Linked DNA regions of Rattus norvegicus: all the other regions are linked to region 3. The links are chromatin contacts, called in public Hi-C maps. All regions are on one chromosome and are shown on one strand. The core of a region is the stretch at or near the end of the contact, and the rest is flanking DNA. Distances in the headings are between cores, read along the strand shown.

Region 1 (2,700 bases), core at 156-2,655, 170 kb before region 3:
GAAGCTTGACGTTGGGCGACGAACAGGAAGGAGCTGGCTGGACAGAAGGACATAGGGAGAGAGCTTAAATGTCTTATGGTCCTGTGGACGTCCAGTGTGGGGCTCAACTTAGTGGGCCTGAGAAGGTTTCCTGTGGGTCTGGAGAGTTGGATGAAGGCAGTGTGGGAACAACCTTTCCAGAGCCTGTGAAGATCATGTGCAGTGGTCCCACGGGAAGAGACAGCTTAGCAGGGGATGTAAGGCTGGCAACATCATCGTGATCACCACAGTCTTGTACTCTGTGGGGTGTATTATTTTATTTTTTAACTTAGTTAAGTGTCACTAACATCCTTCGTATTTTGTGCAAAAATAGAGGCACGGAAACATGGAGTGATTTGACCCATATCACATGACTATGGGTGGTAGCATTGGTGTCCGAGAGTGGTTGGCTCCAGAATAGTGATAAATCATAAGTTAGCCAGTGTCTGACTGTCTGTCTGTCTGTCTGTCTGTCTGTCTGTCTCTGGCCCTCCCCCTCTCTGTATGTGTGTGTTTCTGTCTGTCTGTCACTTCACCCCTCTCTGTATGTGTGTCTATCTGTCTGTCTGTCTGTCTCTGTCCTCTCTGTATGTGTATGTCTGTCTGTCTCTGTCCCTCCTCCCTCTCTCTGTATGTGTGTGTTTCTGTCTGTCTGTCTGTCTCTGTCCCTCCCCCTCTCTCTGTATGTGTGTGTGTGTCTGTCTGTCTGTCTGTCACTCCACTCCTCTCTGTATTCCCCCATGGGAATCTTGGCATGCAATTAGATATGGCTAGGTTTTGGTGGTAGCAGTCAACTTAGAGGATGTCTAGTTGACACTGACAGAGCTTCTGGCATGTTCTTACTGTTGAGTCTTTTCTTTCCTTGCCTCTGTGGATGGATCTGCTTTGTCTTGTTCCTTGTGAACAGGCCTGGAGCTGCAAGAATGGCTCCTATCACTTGGAACGATTGCTGGGGCTGCACCTCTGCAGGACTGGGTGAAGAATAGATGAGTTGATTGGCAACTTGGCCTTGAGCAATTGGCCAGGGGTAGAAATGGAAGAAAGGACTGATTCTGCCTTTTCTCTACCTACTTCAGAACCGACGGTCCAACCCCAAGTCTTCAGGGTCCTGTGGCAAGTCATGGTGCCCAGATCTTGCCCCCTGTGCCTTATAAATTTCTCTCCTGTACCAGTAACCACTTCCTCAGAAGCTGTGTGCCAGCAGCAAGGCGGGCAAGCTGGTGTCTTCAGCGTTCTGCTCACTGCCCATCGCTGCCTGCTCCGGAAAAGCACGTGAGCCGCACATTGGTGTTCGGAAAAATTAATGTTTTCAAGATGCGCTCCGCAGTCTTAGCACGTCTGTGCCTTTTTCTTTCACCAGCTGAAAGAAAAGAAGCATTCTTAGACAATTACTCCCCAAGGGAGCCCAAGGACTGGCTTTGTTTACCGAGTGTTTTTAGTTACAACACATGAAGGTCTGGGGATTTTTGGCTTTGAGTTTTTTTTTCTTTCTTTCTTTCTGTTTTTGGTTATAAAGATAGGTAGGTAGAAGATGAGTAGATTCTCAACAGGGTACTTGGAAATTTCAAAATTGTGAAAGGCATGCTCTTACGTGGGTACAGTTTTTGAGTCTTTGAGATAAATAACAGTAAAATATGACAGATGGAATTCAGGCTCTGGGCTTACCTTGGGCCAGCATTGTACCCCTGTTTGGAGTCATCCATCTGCATCTATTTGATGCTACATCTATCCTGAGAGCCCCTTCACTTCCCCTGGACTCCCTGCCCTCACAGTGTCTGTTGACAAATGCACTATGGGAGACACTGCCGTGATCAGAGACTATCTTCCTTTAGCCTGTGCCTCCTGTCACCTTTTGCAGCTCCCCACACCCAGTATATCCCACTGTGAATAGGGATGTGGGGCACTCAAAGCCTGTAGCATAAGGCAGGGATGCTCCACTAGAGAGCGCACGTTCTGACTCTCAGCACCTTATTTGGCAGATGCTACAAAGGGACCAAGCTGCTCTTCCCTCGTTGTTATCCATGTGGCCTCAAAATTATTCTAAAGCTCTACAGCAGTGGTTCTCAACCTGTGGGTCATGACCCCCTTGGGGTCACATATGAGACGTCCTCCTGCAGCTCAGATATTTACATTACAGTTCATAACAGCAGCAAAATCACAGTTATAAAGTAGCAATGAAATAATTTGGTTGGGGGTCACCACATGAGGAATGGTATTAAAGGATCACAGCGCGGTGAAGGTTAAGAACCATTGCTCTAGTCACTTCCTGGGTAGGACTTGAGAAGAAACAATGTTACTCTCACTGACCAACATCTCTTAAGATTTGTAAGCCACAAATAAATGAATAGCCTGAAAGGGACTGTGGTTGCTGCTAAAACTCTTTAAGTTCACAGACCGCTCATCTGGGTTCCTGTGGCAAGTGAAGGCTGTGGGGCTAAGCAGGGGGTGAATGGCGAGTGTCTGATATACCAGTGGAACTTCCTCTAACAGCCACTTAGGTGGATAAGCCTGGTGGTGATTCCAAGTTGGGAGCTGTCTGTAACCATCTCACATTCTGTATCCTGTGAGTGGGGAGTGGAGAAGGAAACTGTTGCCTGGCCCTGAGGGAAAAAAAGATCTGGGTTTCTATTTTTGTCAGCCTGAAATGCTGTGAAAATTGCCAAAGTAACAAATGGCTATGCT
Region 2 (2,700 bases), core at 148-2,647, 240 kb before region 3:
TAAAAATAACTCCTGGGAGTGCATACTCTCTGGTCCCTCGTAGATGCTTGAGACTTGGCAGAGGAGAGCTCTGAGCTACTGGGAGATGCTCTGACTCGATTGTGCTGATGGTCCCACAGGTCTGTCTACACAACTGTCTTTACAATGCGCAGTGAAGGGCAGAAAACTAAGCTTTGGCTTAAAAAAATATATCTGCTGTGTGTCCACATTACTCTTCATCTATACCAGCAAAGATCGCTGAGAACTAAGTGTAACTCAGAATCCCTCCAAACTATATTGTACACACACACACACACACACACACACACACACACACACACATATATATATTCCAGTATATATTCAGAATATATATGTTTATTCCAAAGTCCTGAGCCACTAGTACCCATTTGGGTGCTGTAATGTTCTGGGTTATCTGTATCATGTACACACACACATACACTCATGTGAGAGACAAGATGTGGAGGTCTATGAACATAATTATTGGCAAGAACAACACATATATACTTTTATATATGCATATGTACATACATATACATACATATTGGCATGTACACACATATATCACATTTTACATATACATATATACATGCATATATATACACATATACATATATACACATATTATGGGTTCTTCTTGCCAATAATTATGTTCATAAGCCTCCACATCTTCCCTGTCTCACATCCTATATATGTACATGATAGGATAACCCAGAACAGTAGATATGGCACCCAAGTGGGTACTAGTGATCCCGGGACTTTGGAATGTTTACCGAGCAAAACTTGACTGACAGGCAGCGGGAAAGCAGGCAGCCAAAAAATGCAGGAGGATAAGCCAGATCAAACATTACAGGGGAGAGACAGAAAAGGGTGACCAACCGCAGGCATGATGCTGATCTGTTGACTCAGTAATGCGGACCGAACATGCTGTGAAAGTGCAGCAGGATTGGCGAGGTGGAGATGTTCACCGTGCCACCGGACAAAAGACCAAGTGGCCCTGACCTCTAGATGACAGGAAGTCTTTGTCATCTCCGTCTTTCCCATATCCCTAATTAAAAATTTGACATCACTTAAGTCAGGCACCGTGCCCTATGTATCCTGGCATCCAATATATCCTTCTCCCAGTTGGCCGGGCTCCCCTGGAGGTGTGGTGCAAGGAGATGAAGAGATGGAGTTACGATTCAGCACGGTGGCTTTTTGTCACTTTGGGACATCACTTATTCAATTTATTTATTTGTTTATCTAAGTCAATAAAGTTAGCACTGGTACAGAGCTAGTAGTAGTCTGTAAGACACCGGGGATGGGGAGCTCCAGGCCCCCCTTTCTTCATTCGTTAATGCTCATGCCGGGATCTCTGCGCCACTCTGATGACGGTGCCAGTGGCTGGCATGAGTAATGATGTGGTCACGCTCAGACCTCAGGGCCATACCTCAATGATCACTGTGCTCAGGCTGTGTGACACATAGAAGATTCCTTAGCTTTTTTGGTCTGCTTCTTTCCAAAGGGTGGCTCCCGGCCACTTAAGGCATCTTTGCTATAAAAATTCCATGAAAATGAAATTAAGTGTTTTAGTTTTGTTTGTTGAAAAGCTGCTCTTAAAAAAAAAACCCTTCTAAGGCATTTTTTGAAATTAATTCCTTATTGCCTCAAATCTCTAACTCACGTATAATTGTAAATCAAATTAACATTTGATCTTATCCAGGGCAATAGATCAAGTTTCTCTCTCTCTCTCTCTCTCTCTCTCTCTCTCTCTCTCTCTCTCTCTCTCTCTTTCTCTTATTTCTTTCTGTGTGTATGTACTATTTATGTATATATATGTATATATATATATTTGTGTAGGTGCACATGTGTGTGTTTGTGCATGCGTGTGCATGTTTCTGTAGGAAGAAGGCTGTTGTTGGCTGTCTTCCTAGCTTTCTGCCTTACGTTTTGAGAGGTGATCTCTCACTGAACCCAGAGCTCACTGACTGGCTAAGCTAGTTGGCCAATGACCTATTGGATCTGCTTGTCTCTGCGTGTCCCTGGCTCTGGGATTGCCCATACATCAGATCTGACTTTTATATGGGTGTTGAGAATCCATGCTTATGTGGTAGGCATTTTACCAACTAAGCCATCTTTCCAATCCCGGCCAAGGTTTTTGACAAGCCTCTCTGGCTCCCAGTGTTTGCTGTCTCCTTCATCTCTCCTCAAACAGCAGCAGCAGCAGCAGCAACAACAAAATACAAGTCAACAGACACAAAATCCCCTCTCCTCTCGAAGTCCAGTCACACCATAAATACCTCTAAACTCTCCAGGGGCTTCTTCAAGTACATAACACATGCTCTCTCTCAGACCATCACACCACTCTCAGTTGGGAGTTGCTAGGGGAGGATTCAAATTCTTCTCTTGTCCATTTATAACGCATGACTCAAAATGTCTCTAACCCTCAGTGTTTTCATCTGAAAGAGGGGTCAATAATATGTAGTTTGAGCTCCAGTGCCATCTATCTAAGATGATGGGTTTGTGACATGTAGCATGCCGCCACTTGGCATTAGAAAGCAGTGGTGGGGGGCTGGGGATTTAGCTCAGTGGTAGAGCGCTGGCCTAGGAAGCGCAAGGCCCCGGGTTCGGTCCCCAGCTCCGAAAAAAAAAGAACCAAAAAAAAAAAAAAAAAGGAAGCAGTGGTGGTTTTATGAAAGACTGACAGAGATAGAGGCTGAG
Region 3 (2,700 bases), core at 164-2,663:
ACACAAAGGCCAGAGGAAAATATCAAGTGTCTAGCAATATGGTCTTTCCCTTTTCCTTTGAGACAGGTTCTCTGACTAGGCTGTTAGCCTGGAAGTCTCAAGGATCCCCTGTCTCTGCTCCCTGTAGCTCTCAGGTTACAGGCATGAACATGGCCACATCTGGCTTTTCACACAGGCATGGGACCTGAACTGGGGACCTCATCCTTCTGCAGCAAAGGCTCTTACCCACTGAGTCATCACTTTTGTTCCCCAAGTCACACCTTCTAATGAACACTCCTCAGCTCTTCCTCCTCCACGGACCTCTGCTCTGGTGAAACAATGGACTCATCACAGTACTATTTTTAAATATGGGAAAAAATTACATAGGCTCATAAAGCAAATAAAATACACTATTAACTTACTAAAAAAAACTATGTATTTATTAATGTGACAAACACAAGATCTACTTGAAGCCCGGGAGCCACCCTGACTTGGAGACATAATAAACATGGATAGCATTTTAGAACATATCCTACCTAGTGTGATACGGAAATGCTCACGTTGCTGCTGGTAGCCAAGAAACTGTTTCATTGACTCTGGATAGTTAGTTTTCTGTGTTCATAACGGAAAGGGTTGCTGTGTTTCAGCCAGACATTAGCGGGAACAAAGGTGTTCCCCCATTTAAGTACACTATCACTGAACTTAAATCCATGAAGTCGGTTTCGAACCTGTCTTCTGAGGTGTATACACACACCTTAGATAGAGAAAGAAGGGGGCTGGAGAGGGGAAGCAAGGATTAAGAGCCTGAGCTGTTCTTTCAGAGGATTCAGGTTTGATTCCAGCATCCACGTGAGAAATCATAGCTGTTCGTCAGTTCATTTCCAGCGGATCCAACATCCTCTTCTGATCTCTGGGCACCGAACACACCCAACACACATACGTACACACGCGGGCCAAACACTCCTACACATACAGCAAATCACACTTAAAAGAGAAAGAAGTGTACTTGTGCATGTATATGAACGCACATTTGTGTATTGTGTAGGGGTAGTCAGAGAAAGAGAATATTAAAAACAGAATTGAGGTGGGGGAGGGGTGGCCACTTTGAGTCGGTGATGAGGCACTGCTCGAACTTTGACTCAGCCACCACAAAAAAACCGTGCTGGCTGTGGAGCCGGGAGAACAACAGTGCTTTAGAGCTGCGTCCAGATGAACTGAGAAGATCCACGTGGAGCTAAGCGCCTCAGCCTTTGACTTATTTGGTGCTTTTTGACAGAGGTCAGAAGGGTGATGGTTTGGAGGAAGGGCTGTGTGCCCATCCACATCTAAACAAGGGCACAGGAAATAGTTCCTGTACGGGTTGTACCTCAGCCTCCCAGCAGGGCGGGCGCAGGGCAGTGAAGCCTCTCCAGATCTGGGAAGCTTTTGGCACTCGGTTAAGTTCACTGACCACTCCGTTCCTATTTTTGGAACAGGGGTGGGGACAGAGTCTCTCCTCTGGCCTTGTGAGGTGGCCACTTGCCCTCGAGGCATGGATAATAGGCTGGCGGCTCTCCACTCCCCAACCCTCCTTAGAGAATGAAGCAGTCTCCTACCACCTTTCCTGACCCATGTGACAGCCCCCTGTATTAAAAGTCTTAGAGGAAAAGGGGGAGGGTTCTACCCTATGGGTGTCACCAAGCATCCCCTCTCCTTTTCCATTTATAATATTATGAGTGCAGAGAAATGGTCCTGAGCATGAATGAGTTACTTTGGTAAAGATGTATAGGCTGGAATTTCCACCCCCACGTAACCTACTAGCCAATAAACAAAACAGATATATCAGCACCTGCTCCTTTGCATGTCCAAACAGATTTGAGGCTTAGTTGATCTGTGACAAAGCACGTATGTAAGGTATAGTCTGATGAAATAGATGTGAGGAGACACTTTGAAGCCATGACCATGCATGCTCAGTAGCTAAATCAGAAGTTCTTAACCTCTGGGTCTCGACCCTCTAGGGGTTGAATGAGTCTTTCACGGAGGTTACCTAAGACTGCCAGAAAACACAGATATGTAAATTATGGTTCATAGCGGTGGCAAAATGACACTTGTGAAGTAGCAGCAAAAATAATTTTATGGTTGGGGTCACCACTTGAGGAGCTGTATAACAGGATGGGAGCCTTAGGAAGGATGAGAGCCACTGCTTTAAACACCCCCTCCCTTTACTCTTATTTAATGTCTGCTGTGGCCTGAACTGCCCTGGGCATAACTGCTGTGTTTGGGAGTTCCCAGGGAGGAGAGAACATCAGAACTCAGGAGTGATGGAGAGGCCTTAATAAGAAAGCTGGGAGTGTTGGGTAATTCCGAGATGATTTAACTAGCCTGCGATGCTGAGAGATGAACCACTCTGCCTCAGCCCAGCACCCTCTGGTCTGTAACTAATGGACCCACACATCACTGTGTTCACAGAACAACACAGACCCACTTGCTACTTGTTATGCTGGCACAGATTATGGTACTCTATACAGCTTTGCTTTTAGACACATGTGGCCCTGGCTACTGTGGGTCCCATGTGGCGAAAATGTATGCCACATGACCATAGCCTATAACCCAAGAGAAGGGTGGGCCTCTTCCTGAGGTGGGCTGTGTGTAGAATCAAAAGTCAGTAGCCATGTTCATGACTTACAGAAGGGAAAAGGGTGTATGCTTTACAGTGACGGCTCTTCTCTGGATATTGCTTCC

What was found. A called contact is a pair of places that touch in the nucleus more often than the background predicts.
Region 1: a Hi-C map of the A7r5 cell line shows a contact between it and region 3, with 3 times the contacts expected there. The contact joins two enhancer-like sites. A contact is called at or near these places in 12 of 12 Hi-C or Micro-C datasets (the A7r5 cell line, the Rat2 cell line, Schwann cells and 7 more) and 1 of 1 datasets of contacts at active chromatin or transcription factors (oligodendrocytes).
Region 2: a contact with region 3 is called in a Hi-C map of the A7r5 cell line, with 3 times the contacts expected there. The contact joins two enhancer-like sites. A contact is called at or near these places in 10 of 12 Hi-C or Micro-C datasets (the A7r5 cell line, the Rat2 cell line, Schwann cells and 5 more).

What each region holds. Positions count from the first base shown.
Region 1 is chr11:79,748,201-79,750,900 of GRCr8, forward strand. It overlaps a transcript of Kalrn not described here. Among named protein-coding and RNA genes, the nearest start is that of Kalrn, 11 kb to the right of the region's middle. Within about 2 kb of position 1,406, at least 2 of the 93 cell types and tissues checked have an H3K27ac peak or open chromatin away from gene starts, as enhancers often do. A contact at or near this core is called in the A7r5 cell line, where this site is marked.
Region 2 is chr11:79,681,939-79,684,638 of GRCr8, forward strand. No RefSeq gene overlaps it. Among named protein-coding and RNA genes, the nearest start is that of Ropn1, 51 kb to the left of the region's middle. Within about 2 kb of position 1,398, at least 12 of the 93 cell types and tissues checked have an H3K27ac peak or open chromatin away from gene starts, as enhancers often do. A contact at or near this core is called in the A7r5 cell line, where this site is marked.
Region 3 is chr11:79,920,643-79,923,342 of GRCr8, forward strand. The region is part of intron 5 of Kalrn (kalirin, RhoGEF kinase); the gene reads left to right. Among named protein-coding and RNA genes, the nearest start is that of Kalrn, 160 kb to the left of the region's middle. Within about 2 kb of position 1,414, at least 23 of the 93 cell types and tissues checked have an H3K27ac peak or open chromatin away from gene starts, as enhancers often do. A contact at or near this core is called in the A7r5 cell line, where this site is marked.